2 separate regions of the Mus musculus genome follow, and region 2 is linked to region 1. A link is a contact called in public promoter capture Hi-C data. All regions are on one chromosome and are shown on one strand. The core of a region is the stretch at or near the end of the contact, and the rest is flanking DNA. Distances in the headings are between cores, read along the strand shown. Region 1 holds the start of H4c12 (H4 clustered histone 12). Region 2 holds the start of H4c8 (H4 clustered histone 8).

Region 1 (5,948 bases), core at 2,102-4,601:
ATGATTATTTGACTGCAGTCATAGCCAACTCGTCTGGGGATGTACTAGAAGCCTCTTTGATTTTAACACTATCCATAATTTTGATCCTGTAATATCTAGTACACAACATTACCCTTCCTCATATTGATGTAATTTCTTGCAAGGCATATTCTATTTTGTCAAAAACAAACAGTTCTTCCTTTCCATACACTTGTCAAAGAACCATGACACAAAGTTCAGACTGACAACCAGTTTTTCCAGAGGCATCAGAACTTGAATGCAGCAGCATGACGATGCGGCCAAAGACTTCAGACAGTAGGTAGGTTACAGGGTAGGAGAGGTACAGATGCTGAGGGTAGGCCCAGGTTTTGGAAGAGTTCCAATGAGCTGTCTGTCTCTGAAGGTCATGCACAACAAAGATCTGCAATGCCAGAGACCTGGGACTGAAACAAACAGGCTGAGGGTCTGATACTCGAAACACTCGAGTTCATCCTGAGGGAGGCAATGCCTAAGAAAGACACTTGCCACACAGCCCCTGGACTGGTTTTAGATTTTCTATGCCGTAACCAAAGCCCAGTTTTTCATTCAAGATAACACAGCAACAATTATTTTGGACTGAATGTGCCAAATCCACTGTGCTCTTCTATCCACAGATGTGTTGTTATCTGGCACACTCTGTTGCTTTTGCAAACTATCTTCTGAAACTTTACAAAAATATTCGATTACACATCTAACAATATTAGCACAAATACTTAAGTATAATAGCTTTGTAGAAAATGGGATTCATATTTTCATCCCTGTTCATAAAACAACACAAAAGAGTGAGCAGATTTTCTACAAAATATTCTATTAAGTTCCATTTCACAAGTATAAAGTTATTTTAAAATTTTTTATTTTTTTATATTTTAAAAAAAGTATGTTCTTTTATGTTCTTTAACTTTAACTTTTGATAACTTTATCATTGAAATACAGCAGAAGTAAACATTAGATTTTTTATACCATATCATTAAGCATCTTTTCCAGAGGTGAACCATACTTAGAGAAATTCATGGTCTTGTTATCCTTGCATTATAAATGTAACTTTCTGGTATATTTGAAATTACAGACATGATAGGTAAAACAAGATCCTAAAGTGTGTTTGATATAGATATGGAGCAAACTGTGCTGTTGTGTTAATGCACATAAAGGGATAAAGATCCAAGAGACTGATGGTATATGTGATGTACTATTTAAACATAAAATACCTGAATGCTAAAATTCATGATATCCTAAATATATTTCGTATATGAAATGCCTAAGTCCAGCCATTTAATGGTGCTATTCATTCTAGAACTAGGCGCATTTAGTTGCAAAACTACCAATAAAACGTCAGAGTATTCAAGGAGTTTAGGTTGAGCCACGACAGTCCAGGCCAATTTTTCTGCTTACTGGAGTCATTGGTCCAGCTACTTTCCACTTTGTCCAAACTGGGACACTTGTCTTCATAACCAATGAAGAAGCCTGATGCAGCAGTAAGAAAAATAAGCCAGAGATGTTATATGTTGTAATTCTGGCACTCCAAAGATTAAATCAGAAAACTAAGTCAGGAATTCAAGGCCAGCTGGGGGTATCTCAAAAAGATAAAGAAAACAAAAACAAAAAACAAAACAAAAAATTAATAAATAAAATCTTGCTCCACTTCTTTTTCTTTGCAGTAGGATTTGCATTTAAATTGATTCAAATTTTGTATTATTTATTTAAGAAAAAGAGTGATGTGGACATCGATGATGTAGAAGTCAGATGAGGGAATCAGATATTCTTTAGTTGGAGTTAGTGAGTTATGAGTTGCTCATAGTGGGTACCAGGAAGTGAACTCTTATCCTAAAGAATATCAATTGCTCTTAACCTTTGAGCCACTACTCCAGCCATAATAAATTTAATAAACTATATTTGCATATAAATTTTATCCAAGTTGCTGTACACCATTGAAGTGCTTGCTTTGTGGTGCATTTGGGTGGTTATATATTGTTATGGAGAATAAGATATCCCTCAGTGGTTGAGCTGTTTTGTTGGTGCTTAATTGTGCTTTCATTTTCATGTAAAAGAGAAAGGATACTGGTTGCAGTGTCCTGTTAGGACACTGTGTTGTATTTATTAGCCTTAGGCTACTAAACATTCAGAAGCTAAATAAGAAAACTTAAGCTACAAATATAAAATTAGAAGTCATTAAGGAACAGATACTATTTAATGACCCAGTGGATGGGATCTCCAAAGGAGTGTGGAAAGAAATAGTTTGTGACTTAAAAGTTCTACAGGCAAATGATGTGTTAGAACTCACCAAATGCGGACAATGAAAAGACATTGTCAAACATTGGGGTTTCAATGTTGCCTGAAAGACCAGCAACCCACAGGAAGTTCTAATAAGTCATAGTTTGGGCAAAACCACTCAGCGACTCTGAAATCAGAGTTGCTGGGAGGGAAAAACAATCAGCTCTGAAGCATGATCTGGGAGCAATACTGGCTACTTCTGAGGCAGAGGCAGAAAGATCACAGGTTTGAGGCCAGCAATGGCAAACAGAAGGTTATGGGATGCTGGTAATGTTGTATCTACAGAATGAATTCAATCTCCAGCACTACTCCTAAAACTCAAAAGCCCCCCCCCCCCCTCTATGGCATATCTGTACTAGAGAGCTAGAGAACCAGCTGGTGTGTGTGTGTGTGTGTGTGTGTGTGATGTAATACTGTCAATTATACCGATAAGTGAGATCACAGAAAAGATCATGTCTTAAGCACAAAGCCAGGAAAATGGCATTTACTAATTGACGTGTTAAAACTCTCTGATACACCAATTAGTTCACTTTACACAAAAATGTGAAAGCTGACCATTACAAAGTAGGTCACCCATGTCAGAGACATTACTTGTATTCTTGGTCATGAGGACTTTCTAACCCTTCTGACATGAGTACAGCGCTTCAAAGAATTAAGTGGGTGGCCCTGAAAAGGGCCTTTTGTAGCAGAAATAAAAGACAAAGACTTAGCCTCCGAATCCGTAGAGGGTGCGGCCCTGGCGCTTGAGCGCGTAGACCACGTCCATGGCGGTGACGGTCTTGCGCTTGGCGTGCTCCGTGTAGGTGACGGCGTCGCGGATCACGTTCTCCAGGAACACCTTCAGCACACCGCGGGTCTCCTCGTAGATGAGGCCGGAGATGCGCTTCACTCCCCCGCGCCGGGCCAGGCGGCGGATGGCGGGCTTGGTGATGCCCTGGATGTTATCGCGCAGCACTTTGCGGTGGCGCTTGGCGCCACCTTTACCGAGCCCTTTCCCGCCCTTACCTCTGCCAGACATGACTGCACTCAGGACAGCTCAGAACAGAGATGCTGACAGGGAGCCTGAGCGCCGCCTTTTTATACTGCGGCGGGCGGACCGAAATGAGAACCTGCAGGGAAGAGGCGGGAAGTTGCGCCCGCAGCTGTGGGGGAGGGGAAGACTTACCAAAAAGAAAAAGGGCGCCTTTTGTTTCCCTGTCCGAGCTTTCTGAGGGAACTAGCTCCTCACGCCCTTTTAAGAGTTTGGAGAATCGAGCGCACAATCAGTACACTGACTGTACAAAATACAGAAAGCCAAGCGGCCCCTTAACAACCCGTAACCCCGTCCAGAGAGGACACTGCAGGCGGCTGCTAAGGCGCTTTGGTGCTCAGTACACACTTTCCAACGTGCAAACCGTGCTCTGAATTACCTTGTGTTCCTTCTCTATTGTAACCACATTTCAAATGTTTTTTGTTTTTGGTTTTTTGGGTTTTTTTAGTTCAAACTTACAAAAAGCCTCATAATACCTGTATTATTCTCTTGAGAACTTTTCATAAAAGCACCAATCGGTATTACTCATCTGCATCGCTTGGTGAATCATTTTAAGTTTAAAGTCATTTTTCACCGTTAAGTGAATTTTTCATCACTATACTTACGGTCACTTCTGATATTTCTATTGTGACCATATTAAATTTAAGCTTATCTATATTGACATTTCATCGCTCTTATTGCCAACCTCATTTCTCAAAGATTTTTTTTATTTAATTGACTTTCACTAATATTTTCAAGAAAATATCCAAGTGGGTTTGTGAAGTCTGAACAAAATATTTGAAGACAGGGGTTCATCTGTGACTACTATGCTCTGTACTAATACTCTCTGTACAGTACAAGTATAATGAAAAACACTTTTTTTTAATCTCCTGAAACTTTTCCCCCACATCTACTAAATTAGGATCTGTCAAGAAAATTGATGGAAAAACTATATTTACAAAAACTGGTTGATTGACAGGAACTACATATATGAGAGGTATGAAAACAGTGAAATTGGAGTGTCACAGGTTCTAATGCTGGTTGTCTTCTTGGTCACACTTTATGCTCTGAATGTGGTCCTCTATGTCTAACAGTTTGTGACTAATAGATAAAAACCTCATTTGTAACCTCAACATAGCAGATCAGTAGTTTCCACCAATCCAAAAGGCAAGAAAGTCATCAGATAGTATCTGGGATCTGTAGAAAAGTTTCTCCCACATTGCTGCACATCTCTCCAATATGTTTAAACCTATCTTTACTTTGTTTTATAACTTCATAAGACTCCTTCCATGTTGGAACATGAAATTTGGAGAAACCTCTAGTATACACTGTTTCTTATTCCCTTTCAGGTGAGAGGTGAGTGGATTTTTTGGTTTTGTTTTTCTATCTGTCTCTGTGTGTGTGTGTGTGTGTGTGTGTGTGTGTGTGTGTGTGTGTGTGTGTGTGTGTTTCAACTATGCAGGGATGATGACGCAAGTCAAAGTCAGAAAGGTGGGAAAGGATAAACCATGAAGAGTATTAGGGCTGTACCAGAGAGCTGTGAAGAGGCACAGTTAAGAGCCTGTCATCTCCGCTCAGTAGAGAAAACAAGGACTACACTGAAGACTGGCTTCAGTGCCTGTGAATCCTGAAAGAAAGCCAATGGCTATTTTAGGAACCCAGATAAAATGATGAGTTTGGCTTGAACCCGTATGCTGGGACTTTTCTCCAGGTGTTCTGGAGGTGCTCCCATGTCTCTGCTTTCTATGAGGAAGTCTCATGAGAAAAAGACAATTAACAATAAAAAGTGACAAAGGAAGGGTTTCTTATTCCTCTGTTTCAAATTTGTCATTTGAATACTGTGGAACTTGAAGATTTGACTATAGGACACCAAGCAGGCTGGGAGGTCCAACAGGATGTATAAGGTTTTTGATTGTTGGTGGATCCTGGCTTCCATCAAGCTCCACATGTCCAAGAATGATGTGTGTTTGGTTCAGTCCGTGTGTGTAAGTGGAGTTTGGCACAGGATATAACAGGCAGTGGGTACTCGACCTGTGAGATGACAGGGAGACTGAGACCTGCAATTCTAGCTTCTCTCTGCCGCAACCCTAAACCTGATGTTAGCTAGGAATTAAACTAGAGAACTCTTACAGGATCAGCAATCATCCTTGACCACTTGGCCACTCCTCCAGCCCCCTAAATGACTTTTTCATGGTAACTGCTGTCCATATATACTCCAAATTGTTTTCAGATAACATAACTCTAGTAATAGATTTACTACATCAATCTTCAACCTTCCTTTCTAGAGTTCCTTTTCTGCTAATTTCTTCTACTGACTCAGAATAAATAGAAATATACTGAATTGTATATCTTCGGCATTTCTTCGGCAAGTCTGTTGGCAGCAGAGGGTTTTTTTGTTTGTTTGTTTTTAACATTTTCTTTAACCTCAGCCTCCTTAAAAGTTTGTGCAACCACGGTAACCTTTATCTTGCATGTAAGTTATAAGGTGTTTACAAAAAAAAAAAATCTTCTGCAATGTAACAGAAAAGGTTGAAAGGGGGTATAAAGCTGAACAGATTCCCAAATTTTATAAAAACGACAGACGTCATCCTGTAAATGCTGAGGGAACTAAGTAGTCCCTAAGCTGTAACTTGCTCTTCCTCCTAGAATGCAC
Region 2 (5,867 bases), core at 2,810-5,309, 1.8 Mb after region 1:
AAAGACCCAGAGTTAGGAATATGAATACTTTTGACTATTATCATGTTTTACACTTAATTTATGAATACAAATGGTATTATAATAATTTTAAAGAAGAAACATTCATGAACTCATGATGCTTTCATGATTACTAACAAGCAATTACTAGGGCTCAGAAAGGGGCCTTTCACATAGCCTTTCTTTCCTGTCAGTAGAATAACATCTGGAAAATAGGAAGAATGAAATAGAAACATGAATTCTTTACACACGTTTGTTCTGGAATTCCACAATCATCTACCAGGTGAGCTTTGTTCTCACAGACACATTCTTTAGTTCTGCAACTTTGGAATGTAACAGGCCCTGAGACCTTAGCACAGCTGACTCCCTAATTGAATGCCATTCAGGCTGTATGTAGTAGGTGGCACTACCTGCCAAAACTAAAACAAAAACTCAATTCATCAAAGTCCATAGTTCTGGGAGAGTCCCTAGAAGTACCACCCTTGTTTTCTGGCTTCGGTGTTCTGCTTCTGGCTAACTGTTCTTGATAACTGAAGTATGTCAACCTGGGCTATGATTTTTGTGCTTAAAGGCTCAACCCTGAGAAAGGCTCAGTGCTACACCGTGATCTGGAACACACAGTGTAGTCAGTCATTGGTCAGCTAAGAAAGATTTTCTATTGGCTAAAACCCATGTCCGAGAAGTCTTCTCTGATGAGCACCCCACAACAGAATGATGTTCTCATTCTTCCTGGAATTGGAGATTTCTTGAAAAGCAGCTTGGATGCTCAGATGACCTGTGTGGCTTCCCCACCATGGGACATGGTGGCACAGCTGGTGAGAATTGTTGATTGACTTTTATTTCTGCTGTTGCAAAAAAACAAAAACAACAAAACAAAACAAAACCAACTGTTAACTAAATGGACTTCGCAGGTTGCATTTATGTACATGCATATATTTGTAATTATTTTTATTTTATATATTTGTATTATTATCAATAGAGGTCATGGATTTCATAGGGATTGAGAAGGTGTGTACAGGAAGAGTTAGAGGGCGAGGAGGGAGGAGGAAAAGATATAATTACATTTAAAAAAAAAAGAACAGCAAAACGAGCAAACAGCCATCCCCATAGTTCTTGTTGAGTGGGATGGAGGAACATTTGGGCGGCTGAAGTGTGTGTGTGTGTGTTTAAGATGTTCAGCTAAGTCTGTGTATGAAATATTTATGTAGAGATGACATTTTAAGATGGTCACTCTTGCATAGTTTAATATAGATAGCTCCAAACATGCACATTGAAACAATCCCATAGAGCCTACATTAGGTATCTTGTGTTCTACCGTTTGGTGACATTTCCATCAGATGAAGAGATGGTCTGCATGCAACCCCTTCTCTTTTCGGAGCTGCCTTCCTCTCGTTCCTGCTCTCTCACACTGAATCTTTGTAGTTAGGAGTGTTTTAGCTCTCATGTGGACCTCCGTTTATTTCTTTTGCTTAGAATGCTTTTCTTGGCTGTCTAGCAATCACTTACCCAAGTTTCTTGGCAAAATCCATTCCTTTGCCTGGTCTATAAATGCCAGTGTGATGGCTAAAGAAACTATTTTATGCTAGGCATCCCTCTAGCTGTTTGCCTGGAAGATAAGTCTCAGTGACCTGTTCTAAAACTGAAGAGCCCCGTGTGACTGTTTGTTACTATATGACTAACTATTATTATTATTTTTGCTTCTGTAACTGGCTTACACAGATACCCAAAGATGGCATTGAGTTGGCTTAACCACTTGACTTGGCAGAACAGAACAGCTTTTGCTTGCTTGTATAGATATTAAAGGTCTTGTTATTTTCCCCCTTGAAACTCCTCTTCCCATAGCCTTCCTTCATGGCAATCTCACAGTTAGCTCAGAGATTGTATGTATTGCACTTTGTAATTATAATCAGATTGACTGTATGGTCTTTCCCCAGTGGCTGCACACTCCATAACACTGGGGCAAGGCTATGGGAGCAGAACTTCTCTATTTAATGTTCAGTTCTGTGGGTAAGGGCCATGGTAATGACCCTTAGCCATACACTGAAAATGACAATTCGGGAATGTCCTCATAGCTCCTGGGTAGTAATTTTATTCTCCATCCCTGAAGCAGGGAGTGACTGTGACCCATGCTGGCAGTGTACTTAATGTAGCATTTAATTTATGACCAGTAAGCATGTGGTCACCAGGCAACCAGTTCCCTGGAACTATTCGAACTCCTGTTGAACAGACAGTACTAGACTGCCATAGCTGATGCACACTCCTGTGGCTTTCAGCTGGAGTGATGGATGTCTGACACCATGGAGGAGAGGACAAGAGAGCCTTCTCCAGTCTTCTCCTTCGTGACAGTCTTTTCCTGTATTGTAGTCTTTCCTGTAATCCTAACTACACACGCATGTAGTTACGGAAGGACTTCCCCAAGTCACTGAACTGGTGGGTAGTTATGGGGCTGAGATCAATTTTATTCTTGCAGCTCATAAAGTAGTTCTTAAAAAAAATTTTCACTTTTTTTTTTTTTTTTTTGGTTTGAAGCAAAAAAAAAAAAAAAAAAAAAAAAGGCTGATCTTTACCTTTAACCCCCTCTGAGAAGAAATAAAGTCTTCCATCTCTACAGCCTAACAGGAGAGAGGCCTTTGGATTTCTGTTTTCTGATCCAGTGAAAAACTATTTTAAGAAGACACAGTACAGCTTGTTGGCAGAGGCAAGAGGAGCATTTCAAGGTCACTCAAAACAAAGTAACCCAAAATATCTGTACTGATTCTAGACTACTTACTATGTTTTTTTTGTGTTTTAACTTCTAGGACAGTGTGACATATAAAATTTGAACAGGAATCTTTACTGTGAGAGAAATAAAAAAAGACAGTGAGTACAAAACTTGAAAAATAAGCGTAGAGAATAGCAATAGCTTAGCAAAGATTTATCTTTGTGAAAGTGGAGACTAATGTCGGTAGCAGAAGTGGTTTTCTCAGTCAGACTTCAACTGAAGACCCCCACATCCTCCCTTAACTACACACACTTTTCTCAAAACACTACCTATTGTTGTCAAGATTAAGACTCTAGTAATTGCAAAGAATATCTATAGGGACTGATCAATGAATGTATTCCTACCACCAGACCCTTGAAAAATAAGGCTTTATGAATTATGTATAGAAGAAACTGAGCTCTGTTCCTCCACTCTTACACTTGTATTCACCTTCGTGTAGTGATTTTAGGTTTTATTGGGCAAAATAAATCTGACTTATTACCAAGAGAACACATGAGTTACCACTTGAGCGTCCATGTAAAAGTTCCAGTTCCGTTTTGCAGAGATCGATTTACCTCACGAACTTAACTTTAGGAGGAGGGAAAAAAGAAAAAAAAAAGTCCAGATAGCAGAGGATGGTTTCGATCCATCGACCTCTGGGTTATGGGCCCAGCACGCTTCCGCTGCGCCACTCTGCTACTTAAAGAGAGCCTTTCAAAATATTATACTTAACTTTATTTGCAGTTGGTGTTTCTCTACTTCATACAAAGGCCTGCAGGAAGGCACCTTCTAATTTTTGTCTACCTAAAGGCTAATATTTGTTGGGAATAATGTCGCTAATGAGTCAAAGAGAAAGCAAAATTTGGACTAGATCAGTAAACATTAACATACTAGTAAGTAATTCGACAAAGGAGAAAACAATACAGCGCGTCTTAGTGACCAACCACGCATTTACCTGCGCGAAGAGTTTGGGATCAGGTTTGTCCTTAAGTCGAGATAGTGGAAGAAATGGTGCTATTTTCTCCAGTGTTTAGTCCTTTACAGCCGAAAATAAAAACATGGGAAGCGAGACCTCCACATCAGTATTTGTGATCGCTTGGCTCACCAAAGATCTCCTGTCTTTCTAAATTTGTTACAAGTGACAAATATGTATTGCTAAAGAAACTGTTTAGTCTGAACTCGTTAAAATGGCCGGGAAGTCCGGAATGGGGACAAAGGACCCAGCTCAAGGAGCGAGTACAACGAACGTTGGTGACGTCACTAGGCATTGCCCATGCCAGGGGCGGGGCCATTGCAGGGGGTTTCAGTCTTCAATCAGGTCCGAAAACACTGCATATAAGTAATGTGCCTGTGCCTTCCACTCTGTTGAGGTTTTTTCTTCAGCAAGTACACCATGTCTGGTCGTGGCAAGGGCGGTAAAGGTCTTGGCAAAGGCGGCGCCAAGCGCCACCGCAAAGTGCTGCGTGACAACATCCAGGGCATCACGAAGCCCGCCATCCGCCGCCTGGCCCGGCGCGGGGGAGTGAAGCGCATCTCCGGCCTCATCTACGAGGAGACCCGCGGTGTGCTGAAGGTGTTCCTGGAGAACGTGATCCGCGACGCCGTCACCTACACGGAGCACGCCAAGCGCAAGACCGTCACCGCCATGGACGTGGTCTACGCGCTCAAGCGCCAGGGCCGCACCCTCTACGGATTCGGCGGTTAAGCGAATCTTGCTTCTGACCTACAAAACCAAAGGCCCTTTTCAGGGCCGCCCACATTTTCTTATTAAAAGAGCGAACATGTGTTTTACGTTTTGAAATGATTGTGCAACGTTAGCAGCGTTGTGTAAGTACGTTAATCGACTCACTATTCAGGTATTTACAATCCAGGTTGGCAAATTCTTAAATTATATTCGGGCAGCGTGCATTTATTGAAGTAGGAAGTATAAAGTTTTTTGTTTATATGGTGCAGGTTGCAAGGACAAAGCGCGAGAGCTAGCGGCTGCGCAGTTTGGGACTAGAGCGTGGGGCGGGCCTGAGTGCACAGCACCGACGGTGGTTGGCTGTTTCTGTGCTTTGGAGCGTCTGCGCAGACTGCGGAAATCCGGCGTGTCCTGGAGACCCATGCAGTGTGGGCTTTTCTGGCACTCACGGTGGAGAGGTGTTTACTAAAAAAGGAATGTTTCATTAAGGTTGGGCATTAGATAAAGTATTAAAAAACTGGTAGTTCTAATATGCAACTTTATGGGAACGTCCCGATTGTTAACATGTAGGAGTGCATTCGTGATGGATGTTTTAATAAAATCTAAGTCAGTATAGGCAGTTTTGATATTTTCGATGTGGTCTAAGTGTATCTTCAGGAATTTGGTTTCAGCCAAGAGTGATAAGATTTTAGAGTACTGTACACCGAAAGTTTGGGGCTAAATGTCTCCAAAAACAAAACAAAACGAAAACAAAGAAACCCCCCAAAAGTCAAAAGAAAAACTCGACAGAAAAGATGCTTTTCTTCATGGCCAGCAATCTACTTGTATGATTATACTATGAAATCACAGAAATTCAGGGTGTTAATGTGATGTTTATTTAACACTTTGTGTGTGTTACTAGGTGAATGAACAGTTTACAGGATTTTGGGTCTCCTTCCACCGAGGGATCCAACTCAGCTTAACAGGTTTTGCAGAAATACTTTTCCTCATTGTTCAGCCTTCTGACTGTTTCTCGTCATCGTCATCATGATACCACCACCACTTTTTTTTCTTTTTCTTTTTTGAGACCGTGTTTCTCTGGGTAGCACTAGATGCCCTTGAACTCTGTGGACCCGGCTGGCCTCGAACTCCAGATATACCCTTGCCTCTGCCTCCCGAGTGCTGGGATTAAAGACCTACCCCAGCACCTCCTGTTTCTCATCTTTACTTTTAAAGATTAGGGTTTCTGTGGGTAAGCGAAAAGTATCATATACTAATGGAGGTTAAGAAGTTGTTTGAAGAAGAAAATAATCTGAGGCTTGAAAAGAGTAATCTGAACACAACATGTGTCAGCAACTGTTCTGAGTTCTGGAATTTATAAGTATGAATAATTTAAATGTATATGGGTGTTTGTGCACCATGTGCCCAAGAAGGCTAGAAGAGGGTGCTAGATCCCCTGAAACTGGG

Evidence for each region. Capture Hi-C pulls out chosen DNA fragments and counts their contacts.
Region 2: a contact with region 1 is called in a promoter capture Hi-C map of adipose tissue, with 13 times the contacts expected there. The contact joins the promoter of H4c8 here to the promoter of H4c12 in region 1. A contact is called at or near these places in 8 of 39 promoter capture datasets (the HPC-7 cell line, cranial neural crest, erythroid cells and 5 more), 7 of 484 Hi-C or Micro-C datasets (B cells, cerebellum, cerebral cortex and 3 more), 21 of 115 datasets of contacts at active chromatin or transcription factors (CD8 T cells, the NIH/3T3 cell line, the SCID.adh cell line and 14 more) and 4 of 9 other capture datasets (adipose tissue, liver, macrophages and 1 more).

Annotation. Positions count from the first base shown.
Region 1 is chr13:21,747,202-21,753,149 of GRCm38.p6, forward strand. H4c12 (H4 clustered histone 12) reads right to left here and starts at 3,352. Exons shown (of 1, transcript NM_178211.2): 1 at 2,944-3,352. The coding sequence starts at 3,304. The coding sequence ends at 2,993.
Region 2 is chr13:23,526,985-23,532,851 of GRCm38.p6, forward strand. H4c8 (H4 clustered histone 8) reads left to right here and starts at 4,060. Exons shown (of 1, transcript NM_153173.4): 1 at 4,060-4,494. The coding sequence starts at 4,131. The coding sequence ends at 4,442. Gm11335 (predicted gene 11335) reads right to left here and starts at 3,944. Exons shown (of 2, transcript NR_167693.1): 1 at 3,693-3,944; 2 at 1-839. It overlaps n-TMcat9 (a tRNA gene), which reads right to left and starts at 3,435; the gene lies at 3,364-3,435.